2 separate regions of the Rattus norvegicus genome follow, and region 1 is linked to region 2. Evidence: chromatin contacts called from public Hi-C data. All regions are on one chromosome and are shown on one strand. The core of a region is the stretch at or near the end of the contact, and the rest is flanking DNA. Distances in the headings are between cores, read along the strand shown. Region 1 overlaps Rbm20 (RNA binding motif protein 20). Region 2 has its middle 13 kb from the start of Rbm20.

Region 1 (6,642 bases), core at 837-3,336, 74 kb before region 2:
AAGACAGACGCCCAAAGAGAAGGACGCCAGGCCTTTGCACTAATCGTGAGAGCTCCAGCCCACACAGTTCCCACTGAGTAAGCGATGGGACCAGCACGTCGCTTACGGTCCAGGCTGACAGGAGGCACCTGCGGTATGTTTAGTCTGTCCTCACTGGCTTCCAGGGAAAGAACCTTTTGAATCCTGGCTGGGCAGTTGAGGAAAATTAAATCCAACTGGGAACTCTGTATTGAAGAAAGGTCGTAAGAAATGCTTCTTGGTTGTGGTTGTGAGAAGGAGCCTTTCTGGGGTACATTTGGAAGTAGTAAGAAGGAAACACAAATCTCATTTCACCAGGTCACAGCCCAAAATGACTCAGGTCTCCACCCACGGTAGGTTCTGTCGAGAGAGGGCATTTTCTGCACTGGTGAGAAATCACTTCCCACCAAACCTAGTAACCTGACTTCAGTCCCTGGAACCCTCAGGGTAAAATGAGAGATCCCACTCTTCAAAGTTCTTCTTCAACTTCTATACACATGCTATTGCATGCTCGCAGGCATGCGTGTGCGTGAGCACACGAGTGTGCTCACATGCACACACACAAACACATACATATATACATATATATAATACACACATATATACACACACATGCACACACACATATATACATACACACACATATACACACACATGCACACACACATATATATGCACACATACATACACACACTTGCACACACATACATACACACACATACACACACATACACAGACATATATACACATATATACATACACACATATATACACACACATGCACACACATACACACACTTGCACACACATACATATACACATACACACACAGACATATATACACATATATACATACACACATATATACACACACATGCACACACACATATATACACACACATATATACACATATATACATACACACATATATACACACACACGCACACACATACACACACACACTTGCACACACATACATACACACACACACACACAATATAACAGGGTCTTTGCAACAGGTGTAAAAACATTCATTCCCAGAGTAGGCTGCCCACCAGCAGGAACAAATCCAAATTATTTCTTGCTTTGGTTCCTGATACCTTGGTGCCCTTAGGCACACACCCCGCACCCCCATATCATTCACTGTCTGTGAAGAAAAGTGTCCAGGTATGAGAACCAAAGGTAGACAGTCTCTGAGCCCCTTAGACCTTGTGGAGCCTACAAACCAAGCCTGGAGCATGTGCCTCCAGCCGTCCCATTAAGTAAATGTCAAATGTCCCTCTAATCCACAGACTGCCGAGTTTTCTGTTGGCAGCTAAACAGGTCTTAATCTTAATCCATACAGCTTTCCCATAGTGAATCGCCTGACGATCATTTTATAGTTGCTAACGCCCACCTAACTTGCCCAAAGCAGAAACTTGCATGAAACCTTCTGTCCTGTCCTTATCTAGAGGGGAGACTTGGGGGTGGGGCTGGGGGAGTGTAAACCTAGACAAGTTTGTCAGCTAGAAGTCTGGTGTTGGTGACAAAGGGGAGAACTCCAGACAAGCACAGTCATGGGGCTAGGAGAAAAGGAACAAGATGGATGGAGGGGTCAGAAGGGACGAGGAATGGGAAACGGGTGTCTTTGAAATGTGCCTTTTGAAAGGAGAGGACCTTCCTGCTTTTCCGAATCCCACATTCTGCATGAGAAGCGTTATATCTCCATCATCACTGGGTTCACCCATGAGCCCCGCAGACACATGGCCCATGGTGAATGACCGATGGCTTCTTAGCACTGCCCGTGCGTGACTTGGCTGGGCAAGACATATTTTGCATTAGCTTAGGTCCTGACATTCTATCATGCTCCCTGTCAAGAGGCCAAGTCATTCTTGGAACCCTGCACATGGAGAGACATAGAACAGAACCCCAGCCGATGAGGCGGCTTCTCTGCAGGGCAGTGGTCTGGCTGGCTGCTCTGCAAACAGAGGTTTACCAAGGAAAGGTCAGCAGCCTTGGCCGGCATCAGTGGCGCTTTCGGAGGGGGCTGTGTTACGAGGCGTGGCGGTGTTATTTGTAACTGAGTTGCGTTTAGCAATCAGTGTCGCTGTGTCAGAAGCTAAAAGTGGGACAGAGCTAGGTGCCCAAGGCTCTCAATGGAGCATGGCAGAAGGCTGAGGGAATGGCCATCAACATGACATCTTCCTTTCCCAGCTCCAAGCTGCCTTCGGTGACCCTTCCCCTGCCGTCCCCTGACAGGGCTGCTCTGTCAGGCTGAAAGGGGAGAACTCCAGTGACACCTTATGTGACACTGTCTGGGATGCCTGTGGCTGGACAGGCGTGTGTCAGTGCCTTCCTCGCAGGGTATCAGCTCTCTTGTAGGGATGCATACAGGGTCCTCGGGACATGCGGGCTTCCTATCGGGGCCCCTGTGGAGGGCCCTTGCTAGTAAGAGGCTAGGAATCCTTCTGACTGGCTGTTCTCCACTGGCCTCCCCTGCAGCCTCTTCTGGATCTCTCTCTTTTTTTTTTTTTTTTTTTTTTCGGAGCTGGGGCCCGAACCCAGGGCCTTGCACTTCCTAGGCAAGCGCTCTACCACTGAGCTAAATCCCCAACCCCTCTTCTGGATCTCTTAACCCCGGTTCATCACCCGTGTTACTGAGACCTGCTTCATGCTCAGAGCTGTGTGGAGCATCATGGGATGGATTCAAGAAATAAAGCAAGAGCGTCCCAGAGGCCACGTGAGCTCTAGTTTTTTAAAAAGTAGACCTTTGGGGCTGGAGATAGGGCTCAGTGGTTAAGAGCACTGACTACTCTTTGAGAGGACCCAGGTTAGATTCCCATCACCCTTCACAACAGTCTGTAACTCCAATGCCTGGGGATCTGAAGACCTCTTCTGGCTTCAGTAGACACCAGGTATGGACACACATGCAGAAACACCCTATATGCATTTTGTAAACAGAAAAATTGAAATTAAAAATAGAATTTTTGTTCTGAAATGTAAGTGAACATTGCAGTATAATAATAATAATAATAATAATAATAATAATAATAATAATAATAATAAGCACACGGCCGGTTCCCACGAGTTCCCACTCACTGCAGATCAGCACGCTCTAGCTGTTTCTCTGTCAGCCGCTTTCACACATTGTCCCCTTGGGGGGTTGTTACCATGGCTGACACACACCTCGAGTTCCGCAGGCTGTGCTAGCGTGGCCCCATGCCACACTAGCCCTAAGCATTCTATAGCCCAGCCCAGATTCCTGTCACAGACTCTGTTCACACTCCCATCCACCCAGTGAAATCATGAACCCAACTATCAGGTTTATATGTTAAATGTTCAATGTACAATACAGCCACACGATTAACTTACAACCAATTAATACGGATATAAACTGCCCACCTAGATAAGATATATTTTGTTCATCTGGACACACAAAATCTTGTACACATCTATCCCTTAAGAATAGTCATAACAACCTGTAAATGTGCAGAGAGAAATCTTAACGTCCACCCTCTCCTCTCCTCTCCTCTCCTCTCCTCTCCCCTCCTCTCCTCTCCTCTCCCCTCCCCTCCCCTACCCTCCCCTCCCCTCTCCTCTCCTCTCTTTTCTCCTGCCCATATTTCCTTCTCATCCAGTGACAGGCCTCATTTTATCCTGTACTTGCCTTCCTACATAATGACATCAACCTACAAGTGAATGCTTGAGTTGGGACGGACTGGTGGTGTGGACGGACTGATAGTGTGGGTGGGTCAATAGGAAGTCAAAGGTGGCATTAGCGAGAGAGGCAGGGGCTGGTGAGCAGAAGCTTAGGAGATGGGATATGAGCCAAGGTTTGAGGAAAGGCTCTGTGATGGTTGTGAGAACCCAGGTCAGCTCAGGAGCCAAGTCACAGGCAGTGCGTTGGCTCCAAGGGGTCAGAAGTGACTGACAGAGAAGGACTGTATGTACCACACTCTGGTTGTGTGCATGACAGCCTCACAGGCAGCACCCCAGCTCTCCTGTCTGTGAACAACCGGCATGTGCCTGCACTGCAGTCAGCATGCCATGAAAGCTGACGGATGGACGAGGACAAACCGCCTGACGCCCTCGTTCACACAAGAGCCCCAAACTAATACAGTTTTCAAATGCAGGGATTGCAAACTCAAGGGTCTGCGCAGTTCAGGCACAGTGACGGGGCTGGCTGGACATAAGCGGTAGCAAATGAGGAAGGGATCAATAAAAAAGGGGGAGACCTGCCTTTAAAGGACCGGCCTTGTCTGGCTGCAACCCACTGCTGCTGCCAAGGCATGCCTGCCTAGCACTGCCGTGGAGGTCTGGTCTCATGTAGCTCAGGGTGGCATCAAACTCAGTCAACGGTGACCTTGAACTCCTGATCCTCCTGCCTCTACCTCCCCCAAAGCCTGTGATTACCAATGTGTACAACCGCATAAGGTTTCTGCAGTGCTGGGAATCAAATCTAGGGCCCAGCACATGCTAGGTAGTCATTCTATCAACCCAGCCATATTCCCGGCCTCACGTCCAACAATCTGAATATTATGTGAAACCCCTTCCCCATTTTTTTTCTTTTTTTCGGAGCTGGGGACCGAACCTAGGGCCTTGTGCTCGCTAGGCAAGCGCTCTACCGCTGAGCTAAATCCCCAACCCCCCTTCCCCATTTTTAAATGTTGGTAGCTTTCTGTTTTAAAGATGTACTTTGTGGACCAAGTGAACCACATACTCTAAAGCTATACTCGGTCTGCTGGCGAGCTTTGGCTCTGAGGATAAGAAAATTTGGGTTCGAAAAGCCTATAAGCTAAAAAGACCCCAGCAAAATGAATTTATGGTTACGGAGGTGAGTGGAACCAGATGGTGCAGATGGAGGGGAAACAGAGAGCCTGCCTAGGGGCTAGGGAGGCCTCGCATCTGAGCCGAGCAGCATTTGCAGGGGTGAAGACGTTATGTGAACATTCCTCAAGATGGAAGCCTAAGAGGTGTGTGCTGTATGCAGTGTGAGTACGACTCAGTGCAAAGAGTAAGCAAGACAGGAAGAGATGGCCCAGCGGCCAAGGGCACTGGCCGCTCTTCCATTCCCAACACCCAATGGCAGCTCACAGCCATCCCTTACTCCATTTCCAGAGGACCCAGGGCTCTCCTCTGAGCACCAGGAGATGTACAGACATCCATGCAGAAAACATCTATATACATAAAATAATTTTAAAAGTAAACTAGAGAGCCCCACCCCTGGTGGCTGAGGAAACCACTTTAATAAAGCACTCCATTCCCTTCTGCCTTTCTGTTGGTAGCCTGCTGCCCCCGACTGCCCCACAGGACACTGTCTAGGCCAGCACTTTCTCCATGGAGCCTTTCCCAACTGCCACCCCAGCCCATGTGTGCCCTTGGTCCATCTAGATCCTCCCAGATCTCCTTTAAAGTGGCTTTGTGAGTGCCACTTTCTCTCTCAGTCACCCACAAGGTGACCTTCCCTGTATGTCTCCCCCAGACCTCTGACCTTGGGGACAAGATGTCATGTCTGCAGCCCAGACCTACACAAGGCAGTCATTCAGCTAATACCCGACTGGCTCCTTTTGCAATCAGGACACAGAAGGTTACCTTTACCATCCCCATCTCCCTAGAGGTGACTAAGCACAGAATTTAGAAACATGAGGTTGGCAGGGGCCAAAGGAGGAGGAGGAGCTGAAGTTTGGCTGGAAAGGCAGAGAGTATTTATCGTCAAAGAACTTTAATGAGGCCCATTCTCCTGCAGGGAGCTGCAGGACTTCCCACGGAGGTGAGCAGTAGGTATGAGTGTGCACTTGTGTGCACTCGTGTGCATGTGCATGTGTATGCATGATTCCTAAATTACTTCTCTGGCCCAAAATACTCCAAGCCAATGCTGCCTGTCTTAGTCAGGGTTTCTATTCCTGCACAAGCATCACGACCAAGAAGCAAGTTGGGGAGGAAAGGGTTTATTCAGCTTACACTTCCACATTGCTGTTCATCACCAAAGGAAGTCAGGACTGGAACTCAAGCAGGTCAGGAAGCAGGAGCTGATGCAGAAGCCGTGGAGGGATGTCCTAACTGGCTTGCTTCCCCTGGCTTGTTCAACTTGCTTTCTTATAGAACCCAAGACCACCAGCCTAGGGATGGCACCACCCACAATGGCCCTCCCACACTGATCACTAATTGAGATCCCTTACGGCTGGGTCTCATGAAGGGATTTCCACAACTGAGGCTCCTTTCTCTGAGATAACTCTAGTTTGTGTCAAGTTGACACACAAAACCAGCCAGTACAATGCCCAAACTTCAGCAGGCATCAGAATCCCCAAAAGGTTTGTTAAAACATGCCTGGGCCCATCTTACAGATTGGGTAAGTACGTCTGGCCTTAGAGTTTGCATTCCAACTTCCTACCCCATGCCATAGCTGCTGCTGTTCCCAGAACTTGCTGCCACTGGCATTGCCCACACACGAGCATGCTCTGGAAGCAAAGAGCATCATGGCACGCTAGCCTTCTTCTATTGGCACCCTTGACAAAACTCATTACACTGTGCTGTGCGCACAGCCACATGAACGATGCAGACAGACTTACGGCCAACAGTTGTACTCTCACCTTTGCTTACCAGAAAAGGAATTGCTACTTCTGAGTGCCCTTCACGGGATTTGC
Region 2 (6,681 bases), core at 1,448-3,947:
TATTCTTTTGGTTTGATTTATTTGTTTTTATTTTTGTTTTTTAACGTTCTTTTGTGGAGGAGGTTGTGAGGGCAGAGGGAGGATAAAAAAGCCCAAGGGAAATGGGTGAGATGGGGTGCTGGTGTGAGGCTCGCACAGAATCAACAAAAGAAAATCATTTTATTTAAAGGGGCGGGATAGTGAGTACACCTCTCCCTCTCTCAGTGATCCTAACAAAATCCTCATCACCTTCTCTGATTGCCATGAGAGCATAACCACAAACTAATCTATTAATAAAAAAAACAAAAACAAAAACAAAACAAACAAACAAACAAAAACCAAAAAAAAAAAAAAAAAAAAAAAAAAAAAACGGTGCGGCTCCTTTCCCGAGACGGTGTCTCAGGTGCCAAACTGAAACCCAGGAGTTTATGGCTCTGGTGCTGGGAAATCAGAGGCTGCCAGAGTTGGGGGGTTTCTGGGCCAAATTGTCCTCTGGTCTTTAAGTGGGGGGATGAGGAGGTGTTAACATGTCCCCTTTGTCACAGCAGGTGTGTCCAGACCTGGAAGGACACAAAGTAACAAGCATTTCAGAGCATTTGGCATAAAGTAAAGATATCCGGAAAACATTTGATGCACGCACGCACGCACGCACGCACGCACGCACGCACGCGTGGTCCTTGGTCTGAGCTCTCTGGGTTCTGGAATGTTCTCTGCCTCTTGAACTGGGTGGTGGTTCTGTGGCTCCATTTACTTTGGGGAGGTCAGCAGTCCAGCTGTGCCTATGCAATGAGGTCCTTGTCTGCATGCATTTTTACCCTACAGGGAACACTTCCTTAATTAGAGAAAGGGAAGATGACATGGTCTAGCTAAGGCCGGTTAGTGAAACCACATTCCTTCCTCATATCTGGATCTTTTCTTTTCGCCCTGTAGTCTTGGGGACATTACCGCCTTCCCACTCCTGGGGGTTTGTTGCCATTCTGAGAACCGTTTTGAGAAGGTCGGTTTCTGTAATGACACAATGTATCGGCAACTTCCCCAGCATCGGGGGTTACGATTCGGGTTCTGAAGCGTGAGTTAGGAAGATCACTGTCGAACAATAATGTTTTATATCCTGAGTACTCAGGGAACTTTCTTTCCTTTTTGAAACAGGGTCTCATGAAGCCCAGGCTTTCCAGAACTTGCTACACAGCCAAGGACAGTCTTGAAAACTTCTCATCCTCCTGGATCCCCCTGCTTCTACCTCCCAGGAAAGCATTCTACCATTGAGCTATGTCACCAACACTTTCTAATTTTGAGACAGTGTCTCACTTAAGTGGCCATGAACATAATTATAATCCCAGCACGCAGGAGACCAAGGCAAGAGGATCCCAAGTTCAAAGGGAAGCCAGCCATATGATAAGACCCGATCTAAAATGCAAAAAGCGAAACCCAAGGAAAACCTAAGCCCCCATTTCTCTTTTCCTCACTCTTGCCAATGTACACATATTTCTCTTTTCACTCAAAGGTTTAAAAGAATCATGCGTATTCTTTTTTTCAGTAAACTATTCTTCTGCCCCTTTAAAACCATCTTTAGACCCTCCCCACCCCCAATTGGAAGAGTTCCTACTTTATACCTGACATTAATGTCTTAACTTTACATTTCCTGTTTTTTCTACATCCACTCTAACTTATTTTTATGTAGTAGATCTTATCAGATTTTCAATATTGCTGGATTTGGATCTTGAATTGGAATTAGAGAAAGTTCCCCATATTAAAACTATATATATTTTGTAATTCTCACACCTCCTTTGAGTGTCTATGTGATTTTATTTTTATGCTAAGATGCCTGCCTGTCTGCAGATATTCCAGGGTACGGTGTGAGGCACAGATCCAGTTTTAACCTTCCCTGAATGGCTGCCCAGTTGCCCCCAGGACAGTTATTAAAGGGTCAGCTTCTCTGGCGATACTTCAGAGGTCGTGTTTACTAATGATGAATTTCCATGTGGACTTAAGTCTACTTCTGGACATCCCATTTTATTTTAGTATCTCCTCATTTACGTGCTTTAATTATAAACTCTTTATAACATGACTTATTGTCTGACAGTCCCCTCTTCGCAGACCTTTGGGGGGGAGTGTATGTATGTATGTATGTATGTATGTATGTGTATATATGTGTATGTATGTATGTATGTGTATATATGTGTATGCATGTATATGTATATATGTGTATGTATGTGTATATATGTGTATGTATGTATGTGTATATATGTGTATGTATGTATGTATATATATGTGTATGTATGTATGTGTATATATGTGTATGTATGTGTAGGTATGTATGTGTATATATCTATGGTCTCACTGCAGATCCAGAACCAACTTCTCTGGGAAAAAAAAAAGGACACTTTCCTTAGGACCCCATTAAATAAAATACACAATAAATCTAGTACCGTCTTAGGGGAAATAAACTTTGATGGTGTCGAGTTGTCCCATCAAAAGCAAGGGGTGTCATTTGCTCAGTCTGGTTTATTTTATATCCTTTGAGGGGGTGTTTTAAAGTTTTCCTCGGAGAGATTTTCATGACTTCAGTGGTGGCCATCGAAACACTTGGCCTTCCAGCAGATCAAAGCAAACGTTTTATTACAGCAAGAAATGATACTGGCAGGGAGGGCGGGGCCAAGCAGATCACCAGGCTGCCAGCAGCTGCCACACTCAGTCCTGAGGGACGAGAGACCTGCGGCTGGGCAGACAACCTGCCAAGGCAGAAAGCAACACCTCTCCTGGGAGCAGACACTGCCCCACAGTTCTCGGGCCACTGGAGCCCTAGACATTCCAGCTGGGGCCCACTTGTGTCACCAAACTTGCCTACTACACACAGTTTTTAGCTCCTTTGTGCATGTCCATGTACGTGTGCTTGCCCGTGTCACTTGTATGTGTGTGTGGAGAGGTGTTTTATGTGTATGGAGGCCTCAGGCTGACATCTGTTACCTTCCCCCATCATTCCCCGCCTTGTGTTTTGGGCCTACAATCTTTCAATCAAATCCAGACGTCTATGTGGCTACATAGATCCCCTACATTGAGGAAGGAGGCCTTTCCACCTCAACTAACCCAACCTAGACCCCCAAACAGAACTCCACAGGCTCCTCTCCTAGGTGACTGGAGATTCCGACCAGCTGACAAGTGTTAATCCTGGCTGCCAGGAAGCAAACATGGCAAAGAAATTCAGGCTTACAGTTAGCTCGTTGCCTTGATTCCTGTGTAGTTATATCCACCTTTTAATGTTCAAGCCATGTCAGGATATTCACAAGCGTCTTTGGGTAAAAAAAAAGCAGCGTGTTTGTGAGGCATGGGGACATGTGATCCCAGCACTTAGGAGGCAGGATCGGGAGTTCAGGGTCAGCATAGAATTCATAAGACCCATCTCTAATTTTCTGAAAAAATGCTTAATCAATGAGAACGTCACCTCCAACACATTCGTCACCACTATCAGCACCACCACCATCACCACCATCACCATCACCACCATCACCATCACCATCACCACCACCACCACAATCACCACCATCACCACCATCACCATCATCATCACCACCATCACCACTACCACCATCACCACCACCACTACCACCATTATCATCATGGCAAACACTGCTGTTTTAGTCCTTTTTGCCTGGGGAATAACAAACAAGTTCTGATGAAAGTGACAGTGTACTCATATAAATAAACAAATCTTTTTAAGTACTTTTTTTATAAGTACACTGTAGCTGTCTTCAGACGCACCAGAAGAGAGCATCAGATCTCATTTCAGATGGTTGTGAGTCCCCATGTGGTTGCTGGAATTTGAACTCAGGAACTTTGGAAGAGCAGTCAACGCTCTTAACCACTGAGGCATCTTTCCAGCCCAAAGAAATAAATCTTAAAAGAAAAAAAAAATCTGCTGCTCTTGCAGAGGGCCTGGGTCCAATCCCCAGGACTAATATGGTGGCTCACGACTGTCTATAATTCTAGTTCCAGACGGAGGGCATTGATCCTTATTCTGACTCCCACGAGCCCCAGATCCACTCGTGGTCACTATCACACATAAAACAAAACTTAAAAAATTCAAAACAAATCTTTCCCCCTTTAAACAACAACAACAACCAAAAAGTAAACTAGGGATGCAACTCAGTTGGTTGTCCAACACAGGAAGGCCCCTGTGTTTGATTTTTGCATCCTGCAAAGGAAGCCTGGTGGTACATATTTGTAGTTCCAGCATTTGGTGGGTGGAGGCAAAAAGATCAGACTTTCAAGGTCATGTTAGGTTATGCATTGAGTTTGAGGCCATCACTGAAGGCCTGACGGCCTATCTCAAACACAAATAACGTTTTAAAATGCCTTGGGTGATTCACATGTAATGGCTATCCTAGGTTTTACATCGGGCAAGCTAGTGCCGATTCATATAAACTTCACCTTCCAGACATTGTCTTCCTTGGTCTTAATTGGCAGCTGTTCTTGAGGCACGACAATGGTGGGCAAGCTTCCCACCCTGTTCCCACGGCACCCAGAGCTCTGAAGTTACCACCTGTCTTGTCACTGCCACTTGCTGGCTGTATCTCCCACGAGACCGTGAAGCCAAGTGTCTTTTCTTCCCTTGTGTTCCTGGAGAAGGCACAGCACGGTAGGTCCAAACAAATACTGGTTTGTACCAGACTCAGATGATAGTGACCACTGCTCTCCCAGCCCTCTTAATCACCAGACTTACCCAAGGAAAGAAAAGGTGGACCAGCATTAGTGTTAAAAAGCAAAGCCTGGTTGGGGATTTAGCTCAGTGGTAGAGCGCTTGCCTAGGAAGCGCAAGGCCCTGGGTTTGGTCGCCAGCTCCGAAAAAAAGAACCAAAAAAAAAAAAAAAAAAAAAAAAAAAAAAAGCAAAGCCTACAGTAAGTAATAATGAAACAAAAATTAAAGATTATATGTGGAAACTTAAGATATTAATTACCCGAGAGTATCGTGCTCAACCAAGTCACTTACATTTCCTTTGGTGTCACTAGGAAAAGGAAGCTATTCATGTCTATCATACTGAGAGCCTGGTGCTGTCATCCCAGCATTTGGGAGGCGAGGGCAGAAGGATCAGAAATTCAAGGTCATCCTTGCGTACGTAGGAAGTTCAAAGCCAGCCTGGACTCATGAGAACCTGTCTCAAAAACAAAACAAACCCCCTCCCCCAAAACCCTATCGTATCATTTTGTTCTGCTGATGAAATAAAATTAGCCAAATGTTTATTTAGAATGCTGCCCACCACGACAGTATGTTTCAAATGATAGGCATTCTGTTGCTCAGAATAAATAGTAAGTGAAAAAAAAATAAAACTAAGAACAAAATTTTGTGGATTATGACAACAAATGCTGCAGCACATCAAACCATTTCTCTTAATATCGCTAAATGCTGTCTCAGGTTTCTTCAACAATTCCAAACGTTTCGTGGTTAAGGTAAAAGAACCAGTTTACTATCAGTTCTGACGCTGAGTAATTAAGAGAAAATTACCCTTACGTCCTATTTGCTTTTGTAAGGTTTCAGTGAATCAAATTTCCCTGTCCGGACCATCTTTGAATATAGCCATTCTTTCTCTCGTGCCTGCTTTCTGCTGCTGGCGTCTTATGAAGAATACACTGGCCACAGAAACAGAAATGGAGAGTGGGCCATTCAAGCGGCAACCAGAGCTGCCTGTGACTTCGAGAGTCCAGGCAGCGAGTATGGGAGGGGTAGCCTGGGAACACCTCTAGGGATGTTGGACGCCCAACCTGAATATGGTTGCCAGAATTCATGTCTGGCTGCTCACAACCAGCTGCTATCCCAGTTTAAGGACCTCCAACATCTTTTGACTTCCAGAGGCACTACACAAACGTGCACATACCTCCACACACACGTACACATAATCAGAAAGTGAAGTAAATCTAGGAAAAGGAGGAGGACAAGGAAGGGGGAGGGGAGGGGGGAGGAGAAGGCTGAAGAAGACAAATCCACCATGTCAGCTCCTGGTTTGGAAAGGGCTCGTTGTCAGTGACATCAGGAACAGGGTAAGGGTGGGGGTTCAGGAAGGAGCATCCTTTGATCCTCCCTAGGGCTCCAGAGGCATTTACCCAAAATTAGCTCTTGCTTCCCACCCCAAGCATGTAAGTCCTCCCCCCAGCCCCCGAAGCTCTCAGCCTATGCTGGCTGACCCCCAGTGAAACAGGCTTCTGAGTCTCTGTCTCCAGGGTAAGGAAGACACAGGTCTTCTTGAGGTGACTTCTGTGACTTTGCCGAGTCACTGCAACAGGTCAGCCCCAGGAAGAAGACTACTGTGGGTATCGTCCATTTCTGGCTCCAGAAATAGTACACATTCCCCGCCTCCGTGTGCTCTGCCCACTCCCTCTGAGAACACACAGACAGAAATGGATTAAGGGAGCACTCTGCTAAATGTAAACAGCCATGAGTCCATTTGTTTTCAAGGTCCAGCAGCCTCCTCTGCACCTGTTGGCTTCCTCCCCTTCATTCAGGCCGTGTGAGACGCCAGCCTTAGTTTGGATTACAAAGGCCACAGCACGTGAGAAACCCTCTAAGCCGCTTCTGCTTCGTGCTCCCAAAAGCAACACTGTGCCATTAGAGAGGGAAAGGTTGTACATTTGGAGGAAATGACACAGTGAAGCTGCTGAGGGCCCTGGCCTGCTCAAGTCTGCCTTTTACTGTTCCCGAACTACAGACAA

What was found. Hi-C and Micro-C count contacts between places; a contact is called where the count stands out from the background.
Region 1: a Hi-C map of psoas muscle shows a contact between it and region 2, with 1.7 times the contacts expected there. The contact joins two enhancer-like sites. A contact is called at or near these places in 2 of 12 Hi-C or Micro-C datasets (the Rat2 cell line and psoas muscle).

Annotation. Positions count from the first base shown.
Region 1 is chr1:262,745,580-262,752,221 of GRCr8, reverse strand. The region is part of intron 1 of Rbm20 (RNA binding motif protein 20); the gene reads right to left. Among named protein-coding and RNA genes, the nearest start is that of Rbm20, 60 kb to the right of the region's middle. Within about 2 kb of position 2,086, at least 5 of the 93 cell types and tissues checked have an H3K27ac peak or open chromatin away from gene starts, as enhancers often do.
Region 2 is chr1:262,672,302-262,678,982 of GRCr8, reverse strand. It overlaps a transcript of Rbm20 not described here. Among named protein-coding and RNA genes, the nearest start is that of Rbm20, 13 kb to the left of the region's middle. Within about 2 kb of position 2,697, at least 1 of the 93 cell types and tissues checked has an H3K27ac peak or open chromatin away from gene starts, as enhancers often do.